4 separate regions of the Mus musculus genome follow, and all the other regions are linked to region 2. The links are chromatin contacts, called in public HiChIP or PLAC-seq maps. All regions are on one chromosome and are shown on one strand. Each heading gives the region's core, a stretch centred on a gene start, on an enhancer-like site or on the middle of the called end of the contact. The rest is flanking DNA. Distances are from core to core; before and after follow the strand shown. Region 1 has its middle 30 kb from the start of Gm34554. Region 2 holds the start of Dlk1 (delta like non-canonical Notch ligand 1). Region 3 overlaps Wdr25 (WD repeat domain 25). Region 4 has its middle 17 kb from the start of Begain.

Region 1 (7,371 bases), core at 1,135-3,634, 500 kb after region 2:
TGTGAATGGCCCCTGTCGCTGGGAAATAAAAAGAAATTTGACCTTGCCAGTACAGCCTGGCCCCTTCTCCCCACCCCAAGGAAAGCCTTCCTTAACCGTCTGGGCCTAGCGCTTTTTATGATGCAGATTTGGAAGGGAGGACACAAAGAGAGGGTCGGCCGGGACAGAGGACACAAAGAGAGGTGGCCGGTTTGCAGGAGGAGGGGGGTAGCGAGGGTGGGAGGCGAGGGAGAAGTGGAGTGGGGTGGGGGACTGACAACACCTCTCTTGTGGCTGGGGCTCTGCTTTGGTGTGGAGAAAGAAATATGGAGGAAGGGCGGCAGGAACTGGGAACAAAGTCTGGGGTGTGCATCCACCTCTGTCACAAAGAATCCTGAGTGAGAGAGGGGTGGGGTTGGGGAGGCGGGGATCGAGGAGGGCTTCGTGCCTGTGCCGGGAGTTCACTGCAGGCTCTAAGCAGGAGGCCAGGTGTGTGTGTGAGCCTTGTTGGGCTCAGTCTGCCATTTCTCGGCCTGCCAGCAGGGCGGGTTCCAGCTCTTTCCTTGGTTCCTGGTTGCTCTGCCAGTCGGTTCAGGCCCGTGGGGTTCCCTGCCCCACACTCACTCTAAAACCTCCTCCCGGAGATCGCCCATGGTTCCTCGGGCACCGAGGCTGCTTGTGCGCACAGAATGATGGCTGGGGCAGGGACTATATTTGCTCCTTGGGAAGAAAAGCTAGACCTGCTGTGGGAAGGTTCCACACATAGTAAGCCAAGCATGGGGCTGAGTGCAGAGAAGGCCAAGGCCCCTTCCCAGGAGAAGCTGTCCAAGCGAAGACCTGCCAGCCGAGTCCACGGGGCAAGAATATATTGTCCACTGGCAAAGGAATACGTGGGAAGGGAGATGGTGCAAACATTTTCAGCATGTGCAAAGGCCCCGGGGCAAGAAAATGTGTATCCTGTAGCTAAAGACTCCAGTATGGCTGAGCTGTTGTGTATGGAGCCCCATGTAGAGGGAACGCTGGTTTTCTACTGTAGGATCTTGTTTGATGCTTGGCTTTTGACAGCTACTACAGGGAGCACTGAAGCCCAGAGGGCCTCTCGTTTCTTCCTCTGTCAAGGTGCGTGCGTTCGTGCGTGTACTCTGGGACACTGAGGCAGGATCCCTTCTTTGTCACAAGACCCCCTTTGCCCTTCACCCCCGACTTTGCCCCAGCGCTTGACCATGAAGCCGGGTGGCACAGCCGGCTGCCTGTGCCTGCTTGAGGACCTGTGGTTGCAGAAACAGCTGGAGGGAAATCAATTTGTTCTTTGCTACAGTCAGACATGAACCAATTAGAGCTGCCCCATGGGGCCTCTGTGCTCAGGGAGAGAGAACAAGCCCGGGCCTGTTAATCCCTGCTCCCACCTTCTACCAGCCAGCAAAGTGAAGGGTGCAGCTGGAGGAGGGCCAAGCCTGCTCCCTCCTCACCGCTCCCCTGGATCTGTGGTTGACCTTTGACCTTCCACTCCATGCCCAGCGTCTGGGTGATTTCAGAGGTGCCTTGGGGCTATGCAGAAGTGGTGGCCCGAAGAGCACCCACCTCAAACCCCCAACACCAGGACTGGCCTCCGTTCTCAGAGCATCCATCCAACCCACCAACTCCACCCATACTGGACAGAAGAGGTGCAGTGCACAATGTAACGGATTTCGTGTCTCTCTTTGTGCCACAGAGAGGCCCAGGGAGGGGCACACGCATCAAGCATGTTGAGGAGGCTCAGCCAGGAGCGTTCAGGGTTAAAAAAGACCTCCTCAGCAGGATGCATTTGGGGTTGGGGGCAGGAGCTGAGATGTCCCTCTTCGAGGCTCCCTCATGCCAGCCCTATCAATGTCTGTGAGAACTGGAGTGTGCCAGCTTCCTGCCTCCTTGTTGTCCAATGTCCAATGGGAACTTGTGAGAGTCCGCTGTCAAGACAGTTCTTCCTCTGGCCACTCACCATGGTTTTCTGCCCCTGCTAACCTCATCCCTACAAGCTGTATCTATGTCCCTAGCCAGCGCTAGCCCACCCTATGGCTCCAGGCTGTCGGAAGTCTCTGGATATGAGCCTCCCCTGTGAGGCCCCCTTGGGGGCTCTGAGCTTGTTTTCCAGGAAACAGCACGCGCAGGCCAGAGCAGTTCCTGCTGCTTCCTGGAACTGGCCTTCTAAGAACTGGATGGGGGGGGGGGACTTGGGGTGGGCAGCTACAGAGGGGCTCTCTGCTTCCTCCAGGTAGTGTGCAGGTATGTGTAGAGAGTGGCCTCTGCTGTCAGGCAGCAGGGGATACCCTCCCAGCTCTGCCACAGGCCCTTCTCAGCACACCCCTAGCCTGAGTTTTTGGGGTTGGGGGTGTGACCATGGGGTAGGGCATCTGTTACTGAGCTCAGCTGTCTCCTGTTGGAGCCACTTCATAAGCGCCTCCTGCTGGTCAAGTAAGCCCTTGGGCAGATCCCGGTACTGGGTTTCATCTCGGTTTAGAGGGAAGATGTCATGTACGTCATAAGTCACCTGTGTGTGAGGTACCAGGTGTGCTAGCTAACTGACACCCTGGTGTCAAAGGGGATTGTGAGCTCCGTGCAAAAGGTCGCCTGGTGCCTGCAGGAGAGAGCTGATGTGATGATGGCTTTGTGAGGGCAGGAAGGCACACAGCTGGGACAACAGAAGAAAGCCTGGGGCCTCTGGAGACCTGAGGCTGGAGGTCATCAGGGGTCCTGGAAGAGTCACTGTGGAGGTCAAAGTGGGAATCCGAGAGGCTGTGAAGGAAGATATCAGTGCACAGTGGGGATGCTCAAGCTTGGGCATTGTGCCTGAAGAAGGTTATAGGGGAAGGCCAAGCCTAGCCTGACCCAGAGAGGTGGTTGCAGGCAGACTGCAGCTCGAGCAGGGACAGGGCGTGGGATCTGAGGACCAGGGCTTTGGGGTGCACACAGCTGCTGCATGCCCTGCTGAGCAGCGGGGTCTTAGGCTGGATTCCAACTCCTCCCTGCTCTGGGGAGCAGCTGCAAACCTCAAAGTCCACAGCAAGGGTGGGGAGATGGCCTTGGCCCAGAACCTGTGCTCAGAACTCACAGCTTGGAGCACAGGGAAGGGGACCTGTCAGCGTGAGGCCTGACTTTCTAGTAATCTCTGTCAAAAGAGAAACGACAATAGAGTGAGGCCGTTCTAGGCGAAGCGCACAAAGACACCCAGGGACACACGTACTAGGGAGCACCACTGGGAGACGCAAGTGCACACATTACAGAGGTTGTGGGCGTGTAGGCACTTGGGCTGATCCTGGTACAAGATGCAACACACGTTCACCAGCATACATGTGCATGCGGAGATATGACAAGTCAATCACACTCAGACACATGACCCTAGCTGCTAGGAGACTATCCCTGGCCCTGACATCCCAGGGCCTAGGTGTGGAAGACAGGAGGACTCCTCACCCTCCACAGCCGCCTCCCGCTATAGGAGAAGCAAGAAGAAATAAGGACAGTCGCAGGCACTGAGAGAGACTTGCTTCCAAAAGAGGCTGTGAAATGGGTCTGAGGAGTGAGCACCCTCTGCGGTGCAGCCTGCCACAGCGCCAACTCTGTGGAAGAGGAGGAGTAGGAGTTGGAGAGCGGAATGAGCGTCAGCTGGGACCCACTTGCCTGCCTGCCTGCCTGCCTAGCTGGACCCAGATAAGGATGAGGCCTGTGGGGAACCTCACAGGCAAGAGGGCCTCTCCAGAGCACAGCCAATGTGCGAAGTTTGAGGGCCCTGAGTATCTCTTCAGGGTTGGCTCTGAGAAAGGTGATAACGATGTCGAGTTCAGGAAGGCGTTCTCCAGAGGCCACAGTGTGGGGAGACCAGAGCCTTGGACAGCCTCCATGAGCCTGTGGGTGGTAAGCATCTGTATGCCAGGCCTGGATACTCACTCACACAGGGCTTCCTGCCTCCTGCTCCCTGGACTTCTGGGCCTTCCCTGAAGTGGCAGTCCCCATCCTTTTCCAGCCTCCTTCCACCTTCTCCGCAGGGGTCCCGAGCACAGCCCCTCACCTCCACAGAGGTGGCTTGGCCAGGCCTTGGAATACTTCCCACCCCAGGGGCCTGCCATACATACTTCAGTTTCTCCCAGCTGCTGCAGACAGACCCAGTGGGCCCAGCCCGGCATCCATTCTGCCTGTTTTGTTTGTTCTATCAAAAAAAATAATTTAAATGAAAGTAAGAAAGAAAAACCCACGGGGAGATCCTTGTAAACAGAATTAAATCCCACTCAGGTTCCAGACCGTGAGTCATTGTTGGTTTGCCGGGAGGACTGTAGGCTCTCTCAAAGACGCCTAGGTCTCTGAGGACATGGCTGCAGACCCCTGAGGCCCAGGGTCCCTTCAGCCTCTTCTTCTGTCTTTTGCCCTTCCTGCCCCTGCCCTTTCTTTGCACTCTGGACCCCCAAGATGTACCACAGCTCAGCCCCTCGTCTTTGGGCTCAGTCTCTGTTAAAATAGCCTTTCCCTAACTGGATGGTCCACTTTTGTGATCCTCTTCTTCCTCCCTCTGGCAGTGAGGGGACCTTCTCTATAGAGCTGCTTACTTTCTTCAAGTATGCAGCTGACCCTCCAAGTCTACATAGTCCTTAACTTTAAAAAGTATTTATGTATATGTGTGCCTGCATGGCTTTTTGTTTTTTCTTTTCTTTTTATTTATTTTTTTTTTGTACTACACGTTGCAGGTGCCTATGGAGGCCAGAAGAGGGCGCTAGATTCCCTGGAACCGGAGTTGCAGGCAGTTGTGAGCCACCATATGGTGTTAAGAACTGAACCTGGGTCTTCTACAAGAACAAGTGTTTTGAAATGCTGAGCCATCTCCCCAGTGCCTACATTAAAAACAAAAACAAAATAAAACAAAACAAAAACTGGACCAACTAAGTAGAACATTTGTTTGTCTTTGTTCTTCCAGACAGGGTTTATCTGTGTAGCCCTGGCTGTCCTGGAACTCACTATGTAGACCAGGTTGGTCTCAAACTTAGAGATCCACTTGCCTCTGCCTCCCTAGGGCTAGGAATAAAGATGGGCACTGCTGCCACCACCACCTGGCTGCCATTTCTAAAAATGTTATATGTCAGCTGCCATTTAAAAAAAAAGATTTACTTAATGTATATGAGTACAACATCCCTGTCTTCAGACACACCAGAAGAGGGCATCAGACCCCATTACAGATAGTTGTGAGCCACCATGTGGTTGCTGGGAATTGAACTCAGGACCTCTGGAAGAGCAGTCAGTGCTCTTAACCTCTGAGCCATCTCTCCAGCCTGTCAGCTCCCATTTTTAAAAATTTCATACGTGCAGACTTTCTTCTTATCTTCCTGTTCTACGAGATGGGGTTTACTGACCATTCTGGCGCCATTCACACACTAGGCCTCAGTAGTTTAAATCTCAGTAGCCTAGAGCATTCAAGTAAGGGAAGGTATCTACAAAAGTCCATCACAAACACTAGCCATCTCCTGCCAGGATGGTGCTCTCAGGGGAACCCTCTAAAACTAATCCTTGATAGGTAACAAGAAAGGACCACACTTGGGTGGCTCTCCCATCCTATTTGGTATGCCTCTGCTCTAGACAATGAGCCCCAGACTGTCTAAGGCCTACTGCTGCCTGACCTGGGTCACCTGCCTCTACCTTCTTGGCATCACGTATGGCTACTCCTGCCTGGGCAGAGGTGTGGGTGTACAGATGAGGGAATACTCATACCCAGGAAGGGTTTGGCAGGGATAGGAGAATTCTGCTTGCGTGGGGGATATGTGCACATGAGCCTCTTCCCTAAGTGACAGTGGACTGTGTTACTTTAGATGCACCCCTGAAAATCTCTCCCAAAAGGCAGGGAGGAATTCCACGAGACCTGTCTGAAGGTCAGGGACTTGGGGTCCTTCTCATTAAACCCCAGTTCAATTAAGCCACATCGGCACCCAGCACTCTGGGCATCTGGCACCCAGCGCTGTTGTCATCTGTTGTCCAGGAGCCAAGAGTCGCAGCCTAACCTGCAAGGTCAGAGGCACAAGACCTGTGTTAACCCCAAAGCTTTGAGGAGAAAGATCACCAACCTAAGTCATCATGGCCAAATTCATTAAAGCAAGCTTTTAAATTCATGTGCACGGGCTGTCTCCCCCTAAAGGCAGGGTTCCAGAGATCAACACTGGACCTAGGGAAGATAGGGGGGGTTTATAGCTCAGGGGTAGGGGGTTTCCAAATGGGGGATTTAGCAGGCAAAATAGGCAGGATTACAGGAGCAGAACATAGCAAGGCGATGAGAACTCTGTAGTCATAACAACAGGTGGTTCATAACAACCTTTAGAAACAAAGACGAGGCTGTCATTTCCTGAGACAGGCAGTACAGAATCATTTGTAGCTAAGGTTCCAGGTGGGGCATAGCCCAATTCTTGAGAAACAGAGGTTTAATCACGAACAGGAATGAGCCTAACTTGTTTTTACTTTCGGGATGGCTTTTAAGAACATGATGGAGGCAGGCTGGTTTAGCCCTTGAGACTGCTGCGTAGCCATAGAGGAGGGTACTGTACTCTGTGTTCTGCCTTTGCCATTGGGGGGTGGGGGGGCTCAGAGAGAAAGCATGGGAAGGTGAACTGAACCTTGAGCATAAATCTCCTGCCAGGGCCTGGCTCTAGTGCCCAACATAAGCAATATGACCACTCCTCCCTCCACATCCCCCAAATGGGCAGTGGGAAACCCTCTGTCTTCCCAAGGGGCAGTTCTGTGGATTGGAAGGGTGCCCTTGGCTCTCACTGAGGAACCTCCTGAGAAACCATTTCACGAGACTTATCTTGCCCTCCAGCCACTATTGAAGATCTCATCCATCTTAGCTTTCCGTCTCGAGGGAGCTTTTGGGAAGGGAACTCATCTCCCAGGGCCCAGGCTGGGAAGGTTTTGTGCTCTCTAGAGCGCCGGATGACCACTGTCTCTGATGGAGCCATCCCCTAATGAAGCTGTGCAGAGAAGCAGATCCACTCAGACACGGGACAGTTGTCTCCAGGATGGAGAACGCAGCCTGTCCGCTTTCCCCGGGAGTACCACAGATTCCCCGAGTGCCCTGACAGGAACAGTATGCAAGGAACAGCCAAGGCAACCGTGGGTACTGATGGCTTTTCCACTTTTGCTTTGGTGGTCAGGAGTCTCAGAGACAAATTAAAAGTGCCAATCAAAGCCACTGGCCTGCATCTGCTTCTTCCTGTCACTCAGCTCTTCTTCTCCCACACATTTGCTCTCTGGGAGTGCTGGAACATTGTAGTTCACTCATTTCTGCTGAGTCCTCCCTGGAGACCGAGTCAGACCTTCTGACCAAGCACACTCAGTCAGTCGACAGGTTCTCCAGCCTGGGAGTGAGGATTTAAAAAAAAAAGACAATTA
Region 2 (7,180 bases), core at 4,486-6,985:
TTTTGTTTTGTATTTCGAGACAGGGTTTCTCTGTGTAGCCCTGGCTGTCCTGGAACTCATTTTGCAGACCAGGCTGGCCTCGAACTCAGAAATCCGCCTGCCTCTGCCTCCCAAGTGCTGGGATTAAAGGTGTGCACCACCACCACCCGGCTGGATATTGTTTTTAAGGAGGAGAGCCACTCACTGTTTTATTGGAAACTAACTTCTGAGAATTTGTGATATGTGGAGAATTATTGTAGTCTTGGTCAATGCTTATAATGGCAGCTACATGACAAAAAGACTCCTCATTCTTTTGAATGCCCTCCCTCCTGGTTGGAGGGTGAATTTACCTTGGGAGTAAAGAGTCACTTAACATTCTTAGAGACCCCCAGCGCGGCTCCCTACCGTGGAATGACTCACTGGTGCCCTTTAAGAGGATAATTTGGTTGATGCAAATGACATAAACTTAATATTCATGTAGACTGTGCCTTTGAAGAAATAGAGAGGTCTAGGTTTTTAATCCTCTCACTGATGGATAAAGGAAAACTAGTGTCTGGAGAGAGGGGAAGACCCTGCCCCAACCTGCGCTACATGTGGAACCCAGACCAATGTGTCTCAAGCTTGCCAAAACTGCGTCAAGAGCCTGGTCTCCCGCATTACAGGCAGACCCACATGAGAGCTTGGGACTATGGGGGATTTGTGCTCCGGCTGCCTTCAGAAGGCCTTAGTGTGGCTAGGAGTGGTCTTGATGCACCTCTCTGGCCCCACACCTCAGACTCAGGAAAGGCTTGCATTTCTGAGGCCACGGGCCACGTTCCCGGTCCTCTACATGCAAAGATTCACTTGAGAAAATTCACTTGAGAGTGAAGAGCCTTTTCTCAGCTTGAACCTGAAACAGAACAGTCATGTTCTCAGGCCTAAATGTGCCCTGTGTGCCTCTCATTTCCCCGGTCTTCCGCCTCTGGTCGGCCCCTCCGTGGTAGAGGGAAGGGGTGAGGGGATTTCTGTCTCTGGCCTTTGCCTGAAGAGTCTTGCAGCACTCAGGAGTGCTGAGTCACTCCTCCCACCCTAAGAGAGAGCAGGGCTTTGGAGGTACACCGAGGTGGTCCCGTTCTCGCTTGGACACATTCTTGCTTGGCCCCGAGGTTGGCCCTCCGAGCAGTGAGCCGAGGCTTCCATGTCAGTAGGCCATGGTTTGTTCCATTCTGTGGTCATCGGCAAAACCCTGGAGCCTCGGGTTGCAACCCCACAGCTCCAAGCTCCCAGGAAGCTCTGGTGAACCTGAAACCCACTATACCAGAACAGAAAGAAAGCGATCTTGGGGAGTAAGAAGAGGCCGTTGTGATTAGCATTTGGTGGGGCCAGGGCTCCAGACCTAACATAGGCCTGAGTCTCTGAGCTCTTAGTTAGACCCAGTCTTGGGGGAAAAAAAAAAAAAAAGAAAAGAAAAGAAAAGTGGAAGGAAGGAAGGGGGAGGGGGCAGTGTCCTTGCACAGATGGAAAATGGAGAATGTCAGCTTTAGAGAGAGCAATAAAAGCACCCCCCGACCCCACCCCCGCCCACCCTCCACCCTGAGAATCTCGACAGGCCTCAGTTTACTTATCTGTAGTCTTTCCCAGGACTCATCAGCAGAGAATCTGACACCTCCCCAACCCACAGTCCAGCCTAGGCAGAAACAAAGCTTCAAGGCTCAGAGATTCTCAATAGGGGTGTGGAGCAAGATGTCAACCTGGGGTTAACCCCCTCCCCTTCCCCCCTCCCCACGACCAGCTGGCCTAACCCGCTTCTGCAGACCAAGGCTGGCTTGTCTGAGAGGCCCATCAGCTCCACCCCATTGAGCTTCCCTGACCAGCAATTCTGTATTTAATCAAGGGCCAAGTGGTCTGCAGAAGGCTGGAGGCAACTATAGGGTCTGGAGAGGGAGGATGGGAGAGGGGAGCCGGGTACTGGAAATGGGCCAGAGACAGCATTTTTTGGATTCTTTCAGCAAACTTTGACCCATAGCCAGGGCATCTCTTTTGCAAGGCAGAATCCCCGTTGCTTTCCTCTCCTGCCTGCAAGAGAGCCTGGAAGTTACAGAGTCCTTGGTTTGGCCAGAGAGAAGCAGCCTAGTTCCGAGGCAGCCTAGACTTTTCCTGCGACGCCCCCTCCCCCCACCCCTCAGCAGATTCAGTCTCTGCTACCTGTGTAGGGCCCCTGCTACCGCCGGCCACCGTGACAGTTGGGCGGTGCTTTTGCCATAGGGGGCTACCGGCCTCACCCCTGTGAGTTCAGGGGTCTAAATGCAGACGCCAGAGAAGAGGAGGGACCGAGGGGGGGGCGGGGGAATGCTCCGATGAGCGGGGCGCGACTCCCAGCCCCCAAGATCTGCTTGGCAAACGGCAGACCGTGCCGGCTTCTCCCCCAAGGGATTGGATTGGCATTTTCTGTGCAGCCTCTGAGCCTGTGACAGTCTCCAACCTCCCCTGCCTACTGCTCCTGCCTCACTCATTTGTTCTCAGCGTATGCTCATTACAGGACGTCTTCAGCCGGCAGCGTTAACAAACGCTTTATTGAGACCAGAGCAAACACTCATAAAACTCCTGGGCTTGTGAGTCCTGAAAGAGGAAACTCCCCACCCAAAGCCACCCTGTAGGGCCTCCAAAAGAGGATTCTGTCTGCTTCCCTCACAGATCCCTCGAGCTTTCTGGCGCTCAAGTCCAACCGGGCTGTGGCTGGACCTTTTAGGCACTGGGCTTTCTGCTTACAAAATCCTGAGGTCTTTTCAGGGACAGGTGTGTGATCCCTGCTTAGAGGCATGGAAACATGGCTCAGAGACTGGGGTGCCGGGCCAGCGCCCTCTCAGCAGGCGCGGGATGGATCAGGGATTAGAAAGCAACTTCTCCTCAGCCAAGGGAGTGCCATTTCATTTAAGCCCATGACATTTAGGCACCTAGGCTGTGCCTGTGACTTGCTTTCCTTTCCAGCCCTGGGGAGGGCAGGGTGGAAAGGGGGCTTAGGAAGGGAAAATGGAGTCTGGGGGCGGGGGGGGGCTCACCTCACTAGTCTGGGGCTTCTTGTACTCTATGTGCCCCACTTTCCTGCTGCCTTGAGCAGGAGCCCTTATCTCAGGGACCCAGCCCCAAGATCCTCTCATCTCCCTAGCTCTGGCTGAGAATCCAGCCCCTCCAGTCTGCCTGCTGCACTGCTCTGCTTGGGATAATTTTGGAGGCTGAGGTCAGGGGGTTTGGAAGGAAGGAAGAGATGAAGGAGAGCCAAGGAGACCTCAGTGATCACCAAAGAGGGGACAGTGGCACCTGTCAGCCACTCTCATTTAACCAAAGACTCTGGAGGGGGAGAATCCAAACAACAGCCCCCCCCCAACATAAATACTTGCTATGTTAGCCTCAGTTTATTAACTGAAGACAGGAGGAGCCTAAGGGGGTCAAGGTCCACACCAATGCTAGTCCACCTAGAGGCTATTTCTTCCAGTCTTCATTCAGTTTCTGCAGAAAGCCCAAGAAAAGAACATTACCACCCCCCCCCGCCAGTTCTTTCAACCTCCACTCAAACCATGTGCCCATCCCCTGCTTTCTGCCCGAGAGGTTCCCACTGTCTAGCTTCCAGTTCCCTAAGATGGCAAGACTCTTCCAACCTGCTTGGATAAGGTCAGATGCTCTCCCCTCTTTGGGCTGAAGATACCCCCCCCCAGGTTCAAAGAGTTAATGTCCCTTGTCTAACCACCCTACCTCAAATGAGGAAAAGGAAGCCATGACTAGAGAAACACAAGCTCACAGCCTCTGAGAGGTAGATGACAATTACTATATGCAAATTGAGAATACCTGGACTACCCATCTAAAAATCCCAACATCTTTTCTCAGAGGTTAAAAGACTTTATTTTTATTTATTTATTTATACTTTATTTTATTTTACTAAAACATGTATATGTGTGCATACTACATGTGTGTCTGGTGCTCTTGAAACTGCATTTAAAATCAGTGGTGAGCTGCTGTATGGGTACTGGGAACTGAACCTGGGGTTTTCTGGAAAAAATGATCTTTACTGCTGAGTCATCTATTCAACCTCCACATTAAAAAAAAAAAAACATTTATTTATTTATTTATATTTTATTTTTAAAACATTTATTTGATTTTTATTTTTCTACATGTTTTCTTTTTTCATATAGAGAGACAGAGATGTGTGAGAGAGAGAGAGAGAGAGAGAGAGAGAGAGTCATGTAGTGGTCAGACAAGACAACAGCTTAGTCTCTTCTTCTACCGTGTGGGGGTCTGGAGATTAAATTCAAGCTGTCAGCTTGGTGGCAAGTACCTTTGCCCATTTACCAAAGGAGCTATGTCAATGACTTTATTTACATTTTATTTAAGGGGGTTCTGTGGGGATCAAAGAGCAACTGCAGGAGTCAAGGATCAAACTCAAGTTTGGCTGCAAGCACCTTTACCCAGTGAGCCACCTCCCTGGCCCAATAAATGTATCACTTCACTCAGCTCCTCCTCCTTTGGAGCCTCAGAATGGGGCATGGGGGGCGTCTCAGCTGAGTAAAAGGCACTGAGCCCTTGCTGGGGGGTCTTGCAGGAAAAAGGAATTGCCCCAGGGACACTGGCAGAATCAATACCCACACACACACACACACACACACACACACACACACACTCCCATCCCATCCTCTAAGCCATCCCTGGTTGAAAGCCACTAAGTGAGGGTGTGTGTGTGTGTGTGTGTGTGTGTGTGTGTGCCTGTCTGTCTGTCTGTCTGTCTGTCTGCATTTGACGGTGAACATATTGGTGAACTGTCGACATGTGTCACGGTGAACAAAGATGGATTTGGATTATGTGTGCTTTGGTGTAATTTGTGTGTTTGTTGGGTGATTCCACAAATCTGAGACAGATTTGGGGTCTGGGCATACGTGTTGCTGCGAGGTGTGTACATGTTGGAAAGAATCAGTGCTTTTATGTTTCAGAATGATAAGGCCCAGACTGTGACTGTGGTACCTGCGAGAGGAGGGGGTGGGGGGGGGGGGTGACGCATGATGTCGTCGGTGTTTACCAGTGGTCTCCTGTGTTTACAGGCGGGCTGCGTGGAGGGGCAGCATAGGCAGGAGGACTCTCAGTCTTTTCATAGCTGGCGCTTCCCCTGCTTGGAGCAGATCAGTGTTCCTGCTGCCCTGGTCTGTGACCTGTGCCCCAGGGACAGGCAGTAAGGTTTGCCTGTGCCGAAAGGTGTGTTTGGGTTGGGGGTCCGTGGGGCAAGTGCATCTGCACCTTCCCCAAACTCCACAATGGCAAGGCTCGTCGGAGGGCTTCGGCTTTTCGTGGTGGTTTTCGTGTGTGCATCTGTGATCATGTGCATCTTCCACATCTTCGTGGTGTGCGTTTGGGTCCTCCTGGGCTTCTGACCCGCGCCATGTGTGCGCGGGACTCCAGCCCTAAGTGTCTTACTGTGTCTGTGAGCGTTTTTGTATTCTGAGTGCGTGCAAGGGCTTTCGCCCGCCTGGCTTGGTTCCTGAGACTTGCGCTAAGCGGGCCTGTGTGAGCGCCGCCGCCTCCGCCTCCAGCCGCGTGCTGTCCTGTGTGCGGACCGCGTGCCCATCGTGCGCAGGTACCCGTCTAGCCAAAGAGTGCGGCCGCGTGCTCGAGCCGCTTCCGGGCGCCGCGGCGCTGGGGGGCGGCCCCGCCAGGGGGTGGGTCACCGGGACTGGCCGGCGCCTGCCCCGTGCGCGCGAGGCGTGGGCGTGGGCGGGGGCCGCGGGGGGGGGGACGACAGTACGAAAAGGCGGCGCGCGGGCCGCAGCGGCAGCTCCTCGGCAGCCGCACTTAGCAGCGTGCGCCCCGGTGCAACCCTGGCTTTCTTCCCGCTGGACGCCCGTGCCCCCTTCGTGGTCCGCAACCAGAAGCCCAGCGCAGCCCCCGGAGCAGCCCCTGCACCGCCTCCGCTCCCCGGACCGCGACCCAGGCCGCCCCGAGATGATCGCGACCGGAGCCCTCCTGCGCGTCCTCTTGCTCCTGCTGGCTTTCGGCCACAGCACCTATGGTGAGCCCCCCCTGGCGGTTTGGCTTGCGCCCCCTCTGGGGAAGCCTGCGATGCCCCGCCGACCACCCCACCGACCACCCCATTCTCCCTGTCCCATGCGCCCCAAGTCCCGCCCGTCCCGCCTAACCCTAAGCCCTGCACTGTGCCCGCCTCATCCGCCCTGCACCACTCTTGCTTGTTGAGCCCAATCCCGGGGTCCCAGGGTTTGTGGGAGGTGGAGGGTCCCAGCCCCTTCTAGCCCGGCAGAAGTGGCGTTCAAGAGGGGTGTCGTTGCTCGGATTGAGGAGGTATGAAAAAAAAAAAAAAGAGACTGCGTTGGGAGGTATCCTATTTAAGGAAAAAAAACGTTCTAAGGTGCAACTTTGGGGGTGTCTGTCACGGCTTATGTGCTTAGGAATAGGTCTTGGGGGCTTTGGGGGGGTGACTTTGCAGTCGTAGTCCCTAATTTCCAACAGGAGCACAGCTGGAGCCCCTCTTGCGTGGCGTGTTTCTCTAGGTGAGGGGCTGCGACACTTCTGTCTGCAGAGGCCATCTGTCTTTGGTAGGAGAGAGTTGGCCCCTTCCCGCAGCGACCCCAGCCCTCAATGCGCCAATAGTTGTGAGTGGGGGGTCGGAGGCTGTCTGGGAAGGCCGAAAACTGGTTGAGTAAATGCATACAGTAGGTGTCTATTAAAGTGTCAGACTCCCTTAAGAGCGTCGGAATCTCAGAGGCCCTGCAGAGCTATTGCGCAGTTCTTTTAATGTGACCAGTGTGGGGTAGGAGAAACGTGGGAGGTAGGATTTGGTTGCCTGGTTTAACTAGGGTTAATCTTGGGGTAAAATCTAGCCTTTCACCTGTGGGCTAGGCAGGTGGGCTTGTCTGGGCTTTCCCAGAGACCTCGAAATCTTCCCTTTAGCTCACTTTGCAAATGGGAGGCTAGACAGAATGACCAGGGGTCAAAGGCTACCTCTTCATTGTCCCTCATTCCTACTTTTAGGGGCCTAGGGGCTCTTATTTTCTTTGGGGAGAAAGGTGTCTGCTTTGCACTTGGAGAATCAGGGGTGTGCTGTGCTTAGCCCATGGCTAGGGGCAGGCACAATTGTTTTTCTGGGTAGGTATTCACAGATGAGAAATGCCTACTGTGTGCCAGGTTGGTAGGACCCAAGAGGGTCTTTGGACTCCCTGTTTAGGGT
Region 3 (7,445 bases), core at 1,797-4,296, 470 kb before region 2:
CCAGACAGCTGCAGTGGCAGTGGCAGTACTGGTCGGTGACACAGACACTCAACTCTACTGTGTTTTTCCCGTCATGTTCTTGTCAGATGTGTGGCTTTGGTTGGACACACAGACCGTGCTAATAATTGTAGCTAATACATGGAGTCATCTCAGAACAGTCTACAGGAGACTGGGCTCCTTAATCCTGTGAAGGCAGTTTGGGATCTCTAATTACTTGGTTGAAAAAAGGCAGACACTCAGGGCTGTGGCAGTGTTTGGGAATGAATCTTTAAAGCCTGACAGTGAACATTCAATTCAATTAGGAAGACCAATTGGCAAAGATTCCTCTCGCCTTCACCCTTGATAGCAAGCTGGGACTGACTGGTCCTCTTGGACTCTGCTCCTCTGCGTCATCAGACAGGTGTGTAGCTGTGCCTCCCAGGGGCTGTCATTACTGTGTACCACCTGTGTGTCTCCTTAGACCCAGGCCAATGCAGGACACCCCTACCCAAGAAGCATAGCACACTGTCTAAGCTTTCTTCTGCCTCGTTCCTTTCAGCCCTCCCGGGCTCCCTGCTCTCTCTGTCTGCTCCTCATTCCTCCCCGACTCCTTTCTCTTCCACTCTGTCCTTTTTTCTCTTCCCTCCTCACTAACTCAGCCTCTTATTGCACGTAACGAAAGGTCTAGAAGTAAGTCTGTGTTATATACACCCTAAGACATAAGGGCAGGGGTGCGCCTGACCTTCCCCTCTCACGACCTGCTTTCTTCACTCAGCGCTGACCTTCCGTGCCTTCCAGCTCACTTCTCCCAGAGCTGGCCATTCCCCCTTGCTGCTCAGGCCTGAGGCCGAAGGCAGTCCTGGCCTCTCTCTTCTCTTTACTGGTTTTACTCCAAGAGGTTCCTGTTGCTTCTGACTCCCATATAGACCTCTTCCTTCCTATTGCTGCCTCCAGCTTGAATTCCTACACAAGTCCCCACTCTGTCTCCCTGTCTCTTTTGCCGGTAGGGCAGGCAGTTAAGGGGGTCCTGTAGACTGGGGCTAGGAGACCTTGGACACTTCTTCAGGAGAGCCTGGACTCTCTACTGCCCATAATACGCTCTCTGGCCACATCCTGTCTTGCCATATCCTGCTCACCTCTCTGGCCAGCCTGGTCTTTTTGCAACTGTCTACTCAGGAAGGACCTAACATGGCCACCCTGTGGATCTTTGCTGTTGACCGTATACCCCCTTCCTAGGTGACCTTGAGACATCAGCCTCAGTACCTGGAGCTCTGTTCTGCTTGTGTAGGACCTGTCATTCTGGCTGTTTCCTGAGAGCCGAGGCTGGCCGGATGCTTGTTGAATAAATAAATGTGAGAGCTTCACAGGGCAAACCATTTGGATACTGTTGCTTCAGAGCCCCTCTGCTGCCCCTGCCTGCATGTACCCTCTCAGAGGAAATACTGGCCATCCAGAGAGGTGGCAGCCATCCTAAGCTCCCAGCACCCAGGAGGCAGAAGCAGGGGGATGTCTGTGATTTCAGGGCCAGCCTGGTCTACAGAGCTAGTTCTGGACAGACAGAGAAATCCTGTCTTGAAGAACCAAAACCAAAGCAAAACAAACCCAAACCCCCCCCCCCCAACCCAAAAAACTCAAAACCTACCACATAAGGTAAAATGTAACAAACTTTGCCCCGCAGCCAGGGGTCACTCAGCAGCCAGGGGTCACTCAGCAGTCAGGGGTCACTCAGCAGCCAGGGGTCACTCAGCAGCCAGGGATAACTCAGCAGCCAGGGATAACTCAGTAGCCAGGGATAACTCAGTAGCCAGGGATAACCCATGCTGCTGGGCAGCTGGCTTGCTGTTTCCCCCCTGTGGTTTCTCTAGAGTCCTCCTCTCTGGCCTGGCCTGGCCTGGCCTGCTCCGCCACAGCCGTCAGGAAGCCCTGGGTAAGAGGCAGAGCACTGTGCACAAGGTGGGCTGCAGTTTGTTTCTTCTCTCACCTGTCTTGTGAACAAGTGGGCTCCTTCCACCCTCTCTCCATGTGAAGAACGGCAAAGTTTCCTTGAGCCCCCCAGGACCAGAAGTTGGGGTTTATTCTCAGAAGCAAAATTGCTAGGTTGTACAGTAACCCTTGAGGTTCCTGGGAATCCCCAGGCTGCAGTCCATCATGGCTGCCCTAGCTTATCTTCCTGCCGGCAGTGGAGGGGGTTCTGACTTCTCTGCATCCATGCCAACACGTGCTATCTTTGTTTTTGTTTTTATACTAGCCAGCCTAATTAGTGTGATGCTCTAGTTCATGCTTCTTAGAAAACAACATCATACTTTGTAAATGCGGCTCGTCCTATGCACTCGGTGTCTGTCGGCCTCTTCCTGTCTAACCATGTGAACCCTGCAGAGTTACCCTGGCTCAGTTAATCTTCCCATCAACACCGTTCTCGTACATAGTTCTGAAGCAGCAGCCACGCTCTGTGCTCCGCTGCTCTGCCACTCTGCCCTCCACTGCCAGGCTGCTGGCTGCTCCTCCTTTGTTTTTTCTGTGTTTTTAAACAGAACCACTGCTGCTTCTTGGTTTTCATTCTTTTCATTTGGAGACCTAGCTCCTGACCCCTGCTATGGAAGAAAGGAACAGGTGGGGGGGGGGCTCCCCGCATTCTGTGATGGCTTCTCATGACCCTTTGTTTGCTTAATTAGACATTTACATAGTCACAGGAAACCTCTCAGAACTCTGGCTGCATTTTGAGAGCCTTCAGGGCTTGGCAGGCAGTTAGTTCACCTGCCGTGGGAGCTGCACTGGGAACAGGTTTGTGGAAGCGCGAGGGTGTGCTTGTTTGGGCTTTTCTCTTACTAAGGAAGCCTGGTTAGCTAGTGCCAGGGAATCTTGTTTCAGAACGCCAGAACCTGCACGCCCCAGCCAGCAGCCCTTCTGCTGCGTGTGCTAAGGAACTGACTCCAGCCTCACTCCTATCTGGGGTGGCTGTCTTCGTTTCCAGTTCATGGAAGGGGAGACTGAGGCCCAGTGATGTGGAGCCACTGGGTCTGTCACATGACTAGCAGTGTGTCCTCTCCACCCTGCAGTGTTGAGCAGGACCAGGCCTGCCAGCTGTGGCGCTGTAGCTCTGTGCCTGGGACTCGTAAGCCGCTTGCAGGAGTCAAGTGTGTACTGGACATCCTCCCAGGAGCCTCATCCCCGTGGAGAGCCAGGATGAGGGGGAGGGGAAGGTACCCCTTGCTTAAGAAGAGGTTACCACCGCCCCCCCCGCCCCCCCCAGCTCCTTGAGCTCTGAGGCTGGCCCCTTTCTGGGTCTCAGTCAACTATGGTCTGACTGGGTGCTCTCTCCATTCCAGGACAGGTAGCAGACTGTCGAAGGCAGGGGCAGGACTGTGTCGATGTGGTCAGCAGGTAGGAGCGGGTGTGAAGGCTGAGTGGAGACAGGAGATGCTGTTTCCTTAGCCCTGGAGAAAGGAGACCTGTGCTTTGCTGTGAGGAAGAGAGACTCTAGCTGCCAGTTAGATGTGAAATTGTGGGACCCCAACCTCCTGGGGTTCCTTCATCACGGTGACTGGTGCTGCCTGTCTTTGTTTCCCTTGCAGGTGTGGAATGCTGTGGACTCGGGACACTGCCTGCAGACCTACTCTGTGCACAGTGAGGCAGTAAGGGCTGCACGGTGGTCTCCCTGTGGCCGGCGCATCCTCAGTGGTGGCTTCGACTTTGCCCTGCACCTAACAGACCTTGAAACAGGTGTGTCCTAACGTCCTAACTGTCTCTGGTCAGCCAGCAGCCCCCTCACTGGGGAAGCCTCCTCAGCGGGTCCTGACTGCAGACTGTCTATGGTGACGGTGTGGCAGAGGCCTCAGGACATGCCTACGGGCATGCAGATCATTTGCCAGCAGCACCACAGCTGTCTACAAAGCATTGGAAGCAGTCCTCTGCCAGTCAGCAAAGGACAGAGCCAAGGTTGTCTCAGCACCAAGCTGTAGGGCCGGATAAAGTGGCAGCTTTTTAATCAACTTCTGCAGTGTAATTGGGACCAAAATATCACGGTGTCCTTTTGTTGGCATTAGTTTAGAATCCCTGTCAGCCCATGTGGGGGAACTGAGTCTTCAGAGGGGTTCTTCTCTGTGTAACCCTAACATGCAGCTGGGCGGGGCTGGGGTCATGTGGGCAGATCCTCAGGAAGCCTCCATCAGGTAGGGAAGGGAAGAGAAGCCAGCTAAAGCCGCCTACCCAGGCAAGCTCTATGCAGCAGTCCTGGCTTGGCCCATTCACTGACAGCAAGGGAGACAGCAAGGGGACCATTGGACACGGCGTCTAACCTACACTGCTGAGCTCAGAGCAAGCTTCCTGGGCTTTTCACATGGCCTTTAGAATTGTCATTATGGCTGTCAGCAGCAGTGGGTGCCATTTTCTAGGTGAGAAAAAGGTCTAATGCCTGACAAATTAGAAAGCCATGGCAGTCGGCAGGTAGATGACAAGTTGGGGACTGCAGTGGATCATGATCCTGTTTGTGTTACAGCTATGAGGACCTGGAACTGTAGCTGGTATCATGTGACATGTGGCTCAGTGGAGGGGAGATGAGGAGCTGTCCCATCAGGTGTCCCGTCAGATGGGGGACCAGGGAAGGCAGCATGCTGACAGGGCTCCAAGGGGCCCTTGTGTGAAGGGTAGCTAGAGAGAGGCATGGCCCCATTTCTGAGAGCTGACATGCAGTAGGGCGTGGTCAAAGGCACGCCATCTGCCTTGGCTGGGAACGGTGTCTGCGTGGGGGCTCATGTACTGAGGAGTTCTTTTCATTCCATACATTGTTACTTAGTATACACCCACTGTGTGTGAAACCGTGTGAAGGTATGCTGGATGTCTTTTGTCCCCAGAGAGGACACAGTTGATGGGTTGTTTGGAGCAAGCCCAGCCTCAGGGAAGACCTCTGGCCGCTAGGCGAGGCCTCTCCTGTGAGGATAGTTGCCAGTTTCTGTCACTATCCTGGCAAGCATGTGTCCTCGAGGGTGTGGCCTTCTTGGTGGTCTCTTTGTCTATTGCTTGAACAGAGCTGGCTCACATCTGTACAATTGGACAGCTGAGGCTGTTCCCTGCTGGGTCCTCCTATCCTGAATAATGAAGCTCCCAAGGGCTGGCACACCCGTCTCTGGCCCCGTGTCTCGCTAGGACCACTCTTAGCATGTGTGCAGCCCGTGGCCTTGGTCTGGTTCTCACTAGTCTTGTTCTTTCTCTTCCCCAGGTCTGATCTTCCATTTCCTTCCTCTGCCTCTCCCGCCCATGGTCATTTGGCTTTTTCATTTCAATCTAATTAGAGCGCCCTGCCAGGAGAAGGCAGCGTAGGGCACTCTCTCTGCAGTGCTCTGGGAATTAGTCACTCGGTGCCCATTGTCATTAATGGGAATTTGGTGCCAAGGCCATTTATCCTGGTGTCCTCAATCAATACAGTTAAAAATCTGTGGATTCTAAACTGTCAATACCCGGCCTGAAATATGGAGGGCCAGCACCATTTTATCTCGTTAATTTATAGTTCTGACGGGCTGTTGGCTTACAGAACAGCCATGAATCAACACTTAATCAAATCTGCTCACAGATTAATTATTTTTGGCGCTCCTGTTTCCGTCTGCAATCTCCCTAACGAACGTCTCTGCTACATTAGGCACAGGCGGCCTCAGGGAACACTGGCAGATACCACCCAGGCCCTGAGTGTCACTGGCTTTGTTCGTGACCTGTCCTGCATACCAATCAGCTAGTCATCTCCTCAGAGGCCCTCTGGAGCTTTCTCAGCTCTGAAGGCTCCTCTTGCAGATGTCAGCCCCTCAGAGTTGCTCTTCTTGGTGGTGGGTGGCAGCTCCTCTTCTCTATCTGGGGTCTGAGGTAGGTGTGCTGACCCCACAGTCTAGCCCTCTGAAGAACTCTAGGAAGTCTTGGCTAAGGCCATCCCCCCTTCTCTCTGGGATGCTTAGTGTCCTGACTGCCATTACAGATGGTTGTGAGCCACCATGTAGTTGCTGGGATTTGAACTCAGGACCTTCTGGAGAGCAGTCGGTGCTCTTAACCACTGAACCATCTCTCCAGCCCCCCTTGATGACTTTCTTGAGGTCATCCAACTGTTGGTGACAGCTGGATGTAGCTTGGGCTTATGGGGCTGGCAAAGGTATCTTGTCAACACATGGACTAGTGTGCCTTCCCACACCCCTCCCTGTCCTGGACAAACTAGCTTGGCCTAACTTTTGGCAGAGTGCTTGGCTGTCTCCAGGCAGTGTCTCAGCATCTACAGAAAACAGGCTCTGGGAGGATGGAGTGCCTGCAGGATCTTGACTGACCTCTCTGATTGAGTGGCAAGCTGAAGTATGCTTCTTGAGCTGTGGACAGCTATGTTCCAGCAGGAACAGGGCTAGCCCTGACAGTTTCAGAGCTCTTGGTATAGGAAGAGTGAAAAGTGTCCATATGAAGGCCGTGGCGAAGAGGCTTGGAGGAGAGACCATTCGAGAAGGCTCTGTCAGGCTAAGCCTCTGAAGTGCCACTAGCTCCCATGGGTGCTTGAAGCAAGTGGTGTGCCGCAGCCAGGGCCTCTGTAGGTCTTCAAGCTGTGTGGCACACTTGGGTTTCCCCAGCACACTTCAGGAAGACGTTTAGTGCCCCTGAAAACCACAAAGGAAACAGTGAGCGCTGGCTGTTGCAGCCCCCAAGGGGTAGGCTTGTTCTCAGACTGGCATTTGTGTCTGTTTGCCACTGAGGGCTTCTCCAGCAGGGTTCAAATTGATGATGGTCCCTGGCTACTGTCCTTCAGGTACACCTTTGCCCACCCCCACCTTTTTTAGCCATGTCACAAGACCCTTTCTTTAACCCCCTTCTGCATGTGTCTGCCATCTGTGACCCCTTCTCCTGGAAACTAAGCATCCTTTCACTGGCTCCCATCTAGGGAGGGCTTCTTCATCTTCATAAAGCAGTTCTTATCCATAGCTAGGACACTCATGCCAGCCCTCCTTATGAAGAAGATGACACCAGGCCCTGGCACGATTTTATTGATTGAAATGGGCTTACAGTAGCCATGTTTCTCCTCTGTGTGGGCAGCAGCCATCAAGGAACAACTGGTTCTTCTTAGGTTAGGCCCCCTTTGTTGACTGGCCCCGGATCTGAACTCAGTCAGGCCATGTTTGATGTTAGTATGGTGGCTTATGTGTTTCAACAAAGCTGCTTACAGCCAAACACAGCTGGTTTGCAAGCTAACTCCCCACCTCCTAATTTTAAGAAATGCAGTTTTGTCCAGCTTGATAATTGAAAGTGGCTGGGCTTGGAAGGAAAAGAATGGCAGCTGCCAGCTCCTGCAGCCACCATCCATGTGGCCGTACTGTCTGTCAGGTCCAGGGCTTGCTTCTGCTCTTCTGTGTCTGCTCTCACACCCACCCCTGAAGGGCAGTTTTGAGCATGGCTTTGCAGTAAGGCTGTCAGGCTCTGAGCCCAGAGCGTGCCAGTGGGCATGCAGACAA
Region 4 (6,832 bases), core at 2,249-4,748, 370 kb before region 2:
AAGGGGAGGAGGAGAGGGAGAGGGAGAGGGAGAAGGAGGGAAGAGTGAAAGAGAGAGTGAGCACCTGGCATGGACTTTTACAACCCCAAAGCTCACCCCCAGTGGCATACCTCCTTCAATAAGGCCACATCTCCTCATGCTTCCCAAACAGTTCCACTAACTGCAGACCAGTCATTCAAACAGACAAGCCTGTGCTATCCATCCTCACTCAGACCACCACATTGCCGGAGCCATTTCGTTAGCCCCAAGAAACAATTTTCTAATTTGTTGTGATTTTCCCTTGTGACTTGTGGGTTACTAAGAAGTGCTTGATTTAGCACTCAGATGTTTTGTGCTTTCCAGGTGTCTTAGTTTGGATTTTATTGCTGTGAGGAAACATGAGGACCAAAAGGCCTATTGGGGAGGGAAGGGTTCATTTGGCTTACACTTCCATATAGCTGCTCATCATTGAAGGAAGTCAGGACAGGAACTCAAACAGGGTGGGAACCTGGAGGCAGGAGCTGATGCAGAAGCCATGGGGGGGGGGATGCTGCTTACTGGCTTGCTCCCCAGGGCTTGCTCAGACTGCCCTCTTATAGAACCCAGGATCACCAGCTCAGGGCTGTCACCACTGTGATCGGAGAGCATGTTTTGAAGGGTGCAAGCCCTCTATAGTTTTACTGAGACTTTGATTACCCCAGCAGACTTTATTCTGACAAACGTGTTGTGTTCTCTTAGGAGAGATGCACCTTTGGCTGCCGTTGGGTAGCGTGTCCTGCAGGGGTTCTTTGCATGGATTGTATAACTTTATTCTGCTTTTGTAGGTTTTCAGCAATTTAATTACAGTGTGACTCCTCTCCCTAGCTCCTCATTCTCCCTTTCCACCTCCTTTCCTTTTTCTTTCTCTTTCTCCTCCTTATCTGATTCTTATTCTTATTTTTTGATACTGTCTCATTCTGTAGCCCAGACCTGCCTGCATGAAACTCATGGTGTTTGGACCACTGAAATTACAGGTGTGGGCCACCAAACATAACTCGCTCCCTCCCTCCCTCCCTCCCTTCCTTCCTTCCTTCCCTCCCTCCCTCTCCCTCTCCCTCTCTCTCCCTTCCTTCCCTCCTCCTCCCCCTCTCTCCCTTCCTTCCTTCCCTCCCCCTCCCCCTCTCTTCCTTCCTTCCTTCCTTCCTTCCCTCCCTCCCTTTCCCTCTTCCTTCCTTCCTTCCTTCCTTCCCTCCCCCTCTCTCTCTTCCTTCCTTCCTTCCTTCCTTCCTTCCTTCCTTCCTTCCTTCCTTCCTTCCTTTCCTTCTTTCTTCCTCTTTCTATACTGTATTCACTGGAGTTTGCAGATCTCTAGCTTTCTGATTTGGACAGTTTTGGACATCATCTTCCCCCACCCCTAACTGCTTTGTTTCTCCAGCTTCCTTCCCTCCCTCCCCCCCCGCACCCCCCCCCCCTGCCGAGAATCAGCTGCATGTGCATTAGACCCTCAATGTGTCTTATAGGACAACAAGTCTTTCTCCATTCTGGATCACTTTCTTCTCTCTTTGTGGACAGATTCATGGATATGCCCTCCTGTTTGCTCAGCGTTCCTTTCACTCTTCCCCGCCCCCCCTCCCCCCACCAAGACAGAGTCTCTCGGTGTAGCCCAGGCTGGCCTGGAACTCGATCTGTAGATCAGGCTGCCCTGAAACTCAGAGATCCACCTGCCTCTGTCTCCCAAGTGCTGGGGTTAAAGGCAGCGCCACCACTGCCCAGATCCTTTCATATGTTTAACCTGCAGTGAGTCCCAATTAGCCACTGCCGTCTTGTACACTTCTGAATTATTTTACATTTATTTATCGTGCATACACACATGTGTGTACATGTGCTCATGTGCATACCAGTACCAGCTCAAGTTTGGAAGGTCAGAGGACAGTTTATTCTCTCCTTCCACCATGAAGAATGTGGAATTTGAATTCGAGGTGTCTGGCTTGAATAAGAATGGCTCCTGCAGACTCACAGATTTATTTGAGTGCTTGGTCACCAGGGTGTGACCAAGGATTTGGAGGTGTGGCCTTACTGGGGCAGGTGTGGCCTTGTTGGGGGAAGAGTGTCTCTGGGGTTGGGCTTTGAGATTTCAAGGCCCAAAGGTTCTCTCTCTCTTCCTGCTGTAGGTGTAGATGCAGATGTAGGTGTAGGTGATTTAGATGTAGATGCCTGTACACCACGATGCTTCCCGCCATCATGATAATGGATTAAACTTCTGAAACTGTAAGCTAGCCCCAGTTAAGTGCTTTCTTTTATCAGAGATGGTTGCTGTGCTCAGTGTGTCTGCACAGCAATAGAACACTGACTGAGACACACCTTTACCCAGTGAGCCATCACTGCACAGGTGCCCAAACACCTTCTTTTGTTTTAACTTCCCTACAAGCTCCATTTGTACCCTTTAAATTCTGCTCATCTCCATTGTCACCTCTGTCTCCCCAGGATCTGCCTGTTCACTACCCACTGGCTCCTCCTGCCATCTGGTCACTTTCAAGACCTTTCCCATGGGCTTATGGTTCCTTTTCTGAGGGGCCATCACTTCCTCCTTCGCATGGTTGGTGACTTTGATTGGATGCCAGGAGCTGGAATTTGATCTTGTTAGGAGCTGGACTTTTTCCTATTCCAATTTAAATGTGTTTTGGCTTAAAACAAAACAAAACAAAACAAAACAAAACGAAACGAAACGAAACGAAACAAAACAAAACAAAACAAAACAAAACAAAAAAACTAAGTCCAAATTACTGCAAGACACCTGGAGCCTTTCCAGCCCACTTCTGTGCTTTATAAGCAGGTCCCATTCAGCTGCGAGCCCAGGGGGCTTATTTGACCCCTTGCTGAAGTCATGCTTTTCTGAGAATAGCTCTGTCTGGGTCTTATGAGAGCTTGGGTGGTACTGGCAACGTGTAGAATGTGGCATGGGGGGTGGTGCCAGGCAGGGTGTAACTGACTCCTGCCATCGCCATATGCCTGCCAACCACTGGTGTCTGCCCTTAAGAACCACAGCCCTAGTGATCTTAAATGACTGTTCACATGACATACTCCTGTATTAGTTACGTTTCTGTTGCTGTGACAAAAGGCTATCAATAAGAGAACTTACAAATGAAAGAGTTCATGTTGGCTTATGGCTCCAGAGGCTTAACGTCTGTAATGGTGGGGACTACATGGTGGCTGCAGAAGAAAGCTGAAGGATGCTCAAACACAACGCGCAGAAAGTAGGAGTAGGTGGCAGCCTTACACTCTTATAGCTCATCCCTAGTGATGTACTTCCTCCAACAAGGTCACACCCCCTCAGCTTTCCCAGATAGCACCACCAACTAGGGACCCAAGTGTTCCAGTGGTGGAGACTGCCAGGACATTTCTTATTTAAACTGCTAAACTCCCCTCACCTCTCATAAGAAGAACTTCAATTGCTCGGTGCATTGTCTTCTACAAGGCCACCAAGCTGACAGTGGCAGGTGCCTTGTTCATGCCAGCTGTGGTTCAATTCAGGGGATGCCAGGCCCTAGGCTGCCCAAGGGGCCCAGATAGGGATGTGAAATCATGTTAGCACTCACCAGAGACTGATGCAGCCAGTAACGCCCCTTCGTCTGAAGATACATTAGCATATGCAAATGACATCTTGGGAGCAAAGTCTGGGCCAAGTTTTGTCTGGGCCACACACTCCTGTGAAGAGCAGAGAAAGGAGCGTCAGAGTGGAGTGTAGACACCCAGAGCCTGAAACAACCCACACATGGTTGGTGTGGACCCTGGGCCTTCTCCGGGTGAGAGTGACTTTCAGGCCACACATGGCCACTCAGATGCTCTTTCTGTGCAGTGTGGAGACAGCTCGTCTCTTGTATTCATCTTCCAGAGTTGCAAAAGCTGATGGAAGTGAACTCCTGAGAAGTCCCGGGTACACATCGCTCCAGAAGGTCACTTTTTAATCCCTGAGCAGGAGTGGGTGGATGGCAGGAAGTGCTGGCTGCCTTTGCCCCACCCCAGGGCACACAGAGGACTTCAATATTATTAGGCATGTTTCTGGATTTTACATTTAGAAAGGGAGAGAGTGGAAACAATCAGGACAGAATGCCAGTCATTGTCCTTGCTTGGTGGCAGCACACAGCTGTGCTGGCTTTGTTCCTGTACCCTTCTGAAAAGGAAGACAGCGGGCGCTGGGCTGCCTGTTGGCAGAGCGCCGAGTGTCCCCGCTCTGATTTCAGGACGTGTCCCTGGCCTGCCCCGCAGTCCTATGAGACCTCATCCTTGCCATGGCAGCCCTTATGCTCCTCTTGGAGGCTGCCGTTCTCAGGCAGATGAGCAGATGGCCAATCTGTGGGTGCTCAGATGCCTGCAAGCATGTCTTTCACACCATGCCCAGGCCCTGTCATGTCCAGGCACTCCTGAGCAGGGCTGTGAGAGGCCTCTTGAACTAAGAGCTGGGAACTTGAAGGCCTGCCCACTCGGGCAGATATAACATGCCCTGGAAAAAAATGGGGATATTTCTTTAAAAATTTTTTTGTTTATTCTTTTATGAGTTTTACACTCGTATGTAATCTATTTTGACCATATGTACTTCCCACTGTCCTGTTTAGCCCCTCCCAGCTACCACTCCACATCCCTCTCCAAACTTCATGACTTCTATAGCCCTCTGCCTTCAAATAGTGCCCCCCTACATGTGCATGGCTATGAGGCCATGCACTGGAGTATGGGCAACCCACTAAGGCCACACCCTTAAAGTAAACAAACTCTATTTCCCACCTCAGGAGCTTCAGCTGTCAATTGCTCCAGCTTGGGGTTGGCTTATGAGCCTCTCTCCCATCTACTCCAGAATGTTGACTGGTTTGAACTTATGCAGGTCTTGTGCAGGCCGCCATAGCTGCTGTGAGTTCATGAGTATACTATTCCAGAGGACACTGCTGATCTCTGGCCCTCCCTGACCTCAGGCTCTCACTCTCAACCTTCTCACTCTCTCTTCCCTCCCAGCGTTAGGGAGAGGGGTATGGCACAGATGTCCCACTTAGAGCTGAGCACTCCACACTCTCTAATTGTCTTCACCGTGACCACTCGTGAGGCCCTGTATTAATCACCATCTACTGCAAGCAGAAGCTTCCCTGATGGATGCTGTGAACAGGAATATCTTATGGGCAAAAAGATAATTATTTAGCAGGCAGTTTAATTTTATGTCCATTTATCAAAACAGTAAGAGTATGTTCTATGGCATCCCAAGACATGGATTCATGGCCAGTTTACGGTACCAGGTATGAGTTTCATTCTGTGGCCCTTTAAATCCGTCTAGGTGGTCATTATTGTAGCTCAATGGGTTCACAGCTGGGTGAGACTATGTCTCGCTTTCCTCCCCAGCAGCCTGCAAAGCTCTTCACGGCACTGGAAGAGCTAGCCGGATCAGGACTAACTTGGTTTCTTTGTGTCTTGTGGCCCAAGTATGTGGTGTTGACAACATTGAGTTCTTACTCTCAAGTGCTTGTGGCCAACTGCTTTGTTGTAACAAAATAATCAAAAGCAGTTTAGGGGAGGGAAGGCTTTACTCCAGCTTGCAGTTTACGGTTTTACAGTCCAGAACTGAGTGAGGGAAAGCCTCGGCGAGAACTCCAACAGGAGAACGGAGGCAGGCCTGCCTGCTACCGCACATGGTACCATCTCTGACCAAGAAACTCACTTTACGACCAAAGGGCCACATCAGGACCCATGGAGAAGGACGCTCGCTGGATGGCAGGCAGGCTTTATGCTCAGCTAGCTTTCTTACAGAGTCCAGGATCATGTGCCTGGGAATGGTGCTGCCCTGGAGGATCGACAGAATCTTCAATAAGCGATGCCGGGGAAACTGGCTAGCTACGTGCAGAAGAGTGGAACTAGATCCTTACCCCTCGCCCTGCATGAGCCTCAAATCCAAATGCATCAAGGACCCCAAGGTAAGACCCGGCTCTCTGAATCCGCTAGAAGACAAAGTAGAGGTACTGCTCCACTCACAGGCACAGGTACGGGCATCCCGAACAGGATGCCAGCAGCTCAGGGAATAGATCAACAAGGGACAAGTAGGATTCATGGCACTAAAAAGCCTCTGTACAGCAAGAGAAACATTGATGGAGTAAGGAGGCAGCCCACAGACATCCAGCAGAACGCACAAAGAACTAAGAAAAACAAACAAACAAACAAACAAACAAACAAACTCTACACAGCACGAAGGCAAGCAAACCCAATTAAAAATGAGCCACGGAACTGCACAGAGCATTCTCAGAAGAGGAAATACAAATGGCTACGAAATAAGTGTTACAAGTGAAAACGGCTTTGGTTTCTCATCCTGACACAGTCAGAATGGCTGAGATCAGGAAAACAAACGACAGACAGCAAATGAGGAATGGGTGTGGGGACGAGAGAAAGAACCCCCATTCACTGCTGGTGGGGGTGCAAACTGGTGTAGCTGCTATGGAAATCGGTGTGGAGGTTTCCCAGAAATCTAGAAATAAAACTACTGTATGACTCAGCTGCACCAGCCCTGGACATTTAGTCAAAGAATTTTATATCCTACCACAGAGACACCTATACATCCATATTCCTTGTTACTCTGTTCACAGCAATCAGAAAATGGAAACACAGGAACGTCCATCAACATAGGAGTGGATAATGGATACGCGCAATGAGATTTTTATTCCGCTATAAAGAGAAAGTAAATATATTGAGGGTGAAAATGGTCAGCATGGTTACCCAGAGAGAAGCCTGAATGCCACAGTATTGATCTGCCAGGTTAAGATTCGCCCACTAGAGCAACAGTGGTACGGAAGTTATATGGGTAACCAGTCACTCCATGATTGGGTTTAGCATCTGCTCCACAGAA

What was found. HiChIP or PLAC-seq counts read pairs in DNA pulled down with a chosen protein or histone mark.
Region 1: a contact with region 2 is called in an H3K27ac HiChIP or PLAC-seq map of embryonic stem cells, with 3 times the contacts expected there. The contact joins the enhancer-like site here to the promoter of Dlk1 in region 2. A contact is called at or near these places in 7 of 39 promoter capture datasets (the 3T3-L1 cell line, 3T3-L1-derived adipocytes, cranial neural crest and 2 more), 1 of 15 datasets of contacts at CTCF or cohesin (large pre-B cells), 27 of 484 Hi-C or Micro-C datasets (cerebral cortex, embryonic fibroblasts, embryonic somatosensory cortex and 10 more), 22 of 115 datasets of contacts at active chromatin or transcription factors (the NIH/3T3 cell line, differentiating embryonic stem cells, embryonic basal ganglia and 12 more) and 2 of 9 other capture datasets (embryonic stem cells and liver).
Region 3: a contact with region 2 is called in an H3K4me3 HiChIP or PLAC-seq map of embryonic midbrain, with 3 times the contacts expected there. The contact joins the enhancer-like site here to the promoter of Dlk1 in region 2. A contact is called at or near these places in 2 of 39 promoter capture datasets (hippocampal neurons and pre-B cells), 5 of 115 datasets of contacts at active chromatin or transcription factors (embryonic forebrain, embryonic midbrain, forebrain and 2 more) and 1 of 9 other capture datasets (adipose tissue).
Region 4: a contact with region 2 is called in an H3K4me3 HiChIP or PLAC-seq map of forebrain, with 2.9 times the contacts expected there. The contact joins the enhancer-like site here to the promoter of Dlk1 in region 2. A contact is called at or near these places in 5 of 39 promoter capture datasets (embryonic stem cells, hippocampal neurons, liver and 1 more), 1 of 15 datasets of contacts at CTCF or cohesin (large pre-B cells), 3 of 484 Hi-C or Micro-C datasets (the C10 cell line, large pre-B cells and pre-B cells) and 3 of 115 datasets of contacts at active chromatin or transcription factors (embryonic forebrain, forebrain and large pre-B cells).

Annotation. Positions count from the first base shown.
Region 1 is chr12:109,948,402-109,955,772 of GRCm38.p6, forward strand. No RefSeq gene overlaps it. Among named protein-coding and RNA genes, the nearest start is that of Gm34554, 30 kb to the left of the region's middle. RefSeq lists an enhancer at 1-1,893. Within about 2 kb of position 2,385, at least 38 of the 459 cell types and tissues checked have an H3K27ac peak or open chromatin away from gene starts, as enhancers often do. A contact at or near this core is called in differentiating embryonic stem cells, embryonic stem cells, epiblast stem cells and 2 more, where this site is marked.
Region 2 is chr12:109,447,720-109,454,899 of GRCm38.p6, forward strand. It overlaps Dlk1 (delta like non-canonical Notch ligand 1), which reads left to right and starts at 5,736. Exons shown (of 5, transcript NM_010052.5): 1 at 5,736-6,007. The coding sequence starts at 5,941.
Region 3 is chr12:108,977,140-108,984,584 of GRCm38.p6, forward strand. Wdr25 (WD repeat domain 25) reads left to right here. Exons shown (of 7, transcript NM_177602.3): 3 at 3,552-3,699. Among named protein-coding and RNA genes, the nearest start is that of Gm52002, 65 kb to the right of the region's middle. Within about 2 kb of position 3,047, at least 17 of the 459 cell types and tissues checked have an H3K27ac peak or open chromatin away from gene starts, as enhancers often do.
Region 4 is chr12:109,081,658-109,088,489 of GRCm38.p6, forward strand. No RefSeq gene overlaps it. Among named protein-coding and RNA genes, the nearest start is that of Begain, 17 kb to the left of the region's middle. Within about 2 kb of position 3,499, at least 47 of the 459 cell types and tissues checked have an H3K27ac peak or open chromatin away from gene starts, as enhancers often do. A contact at or near this core is called in forebrain, where this site is marked.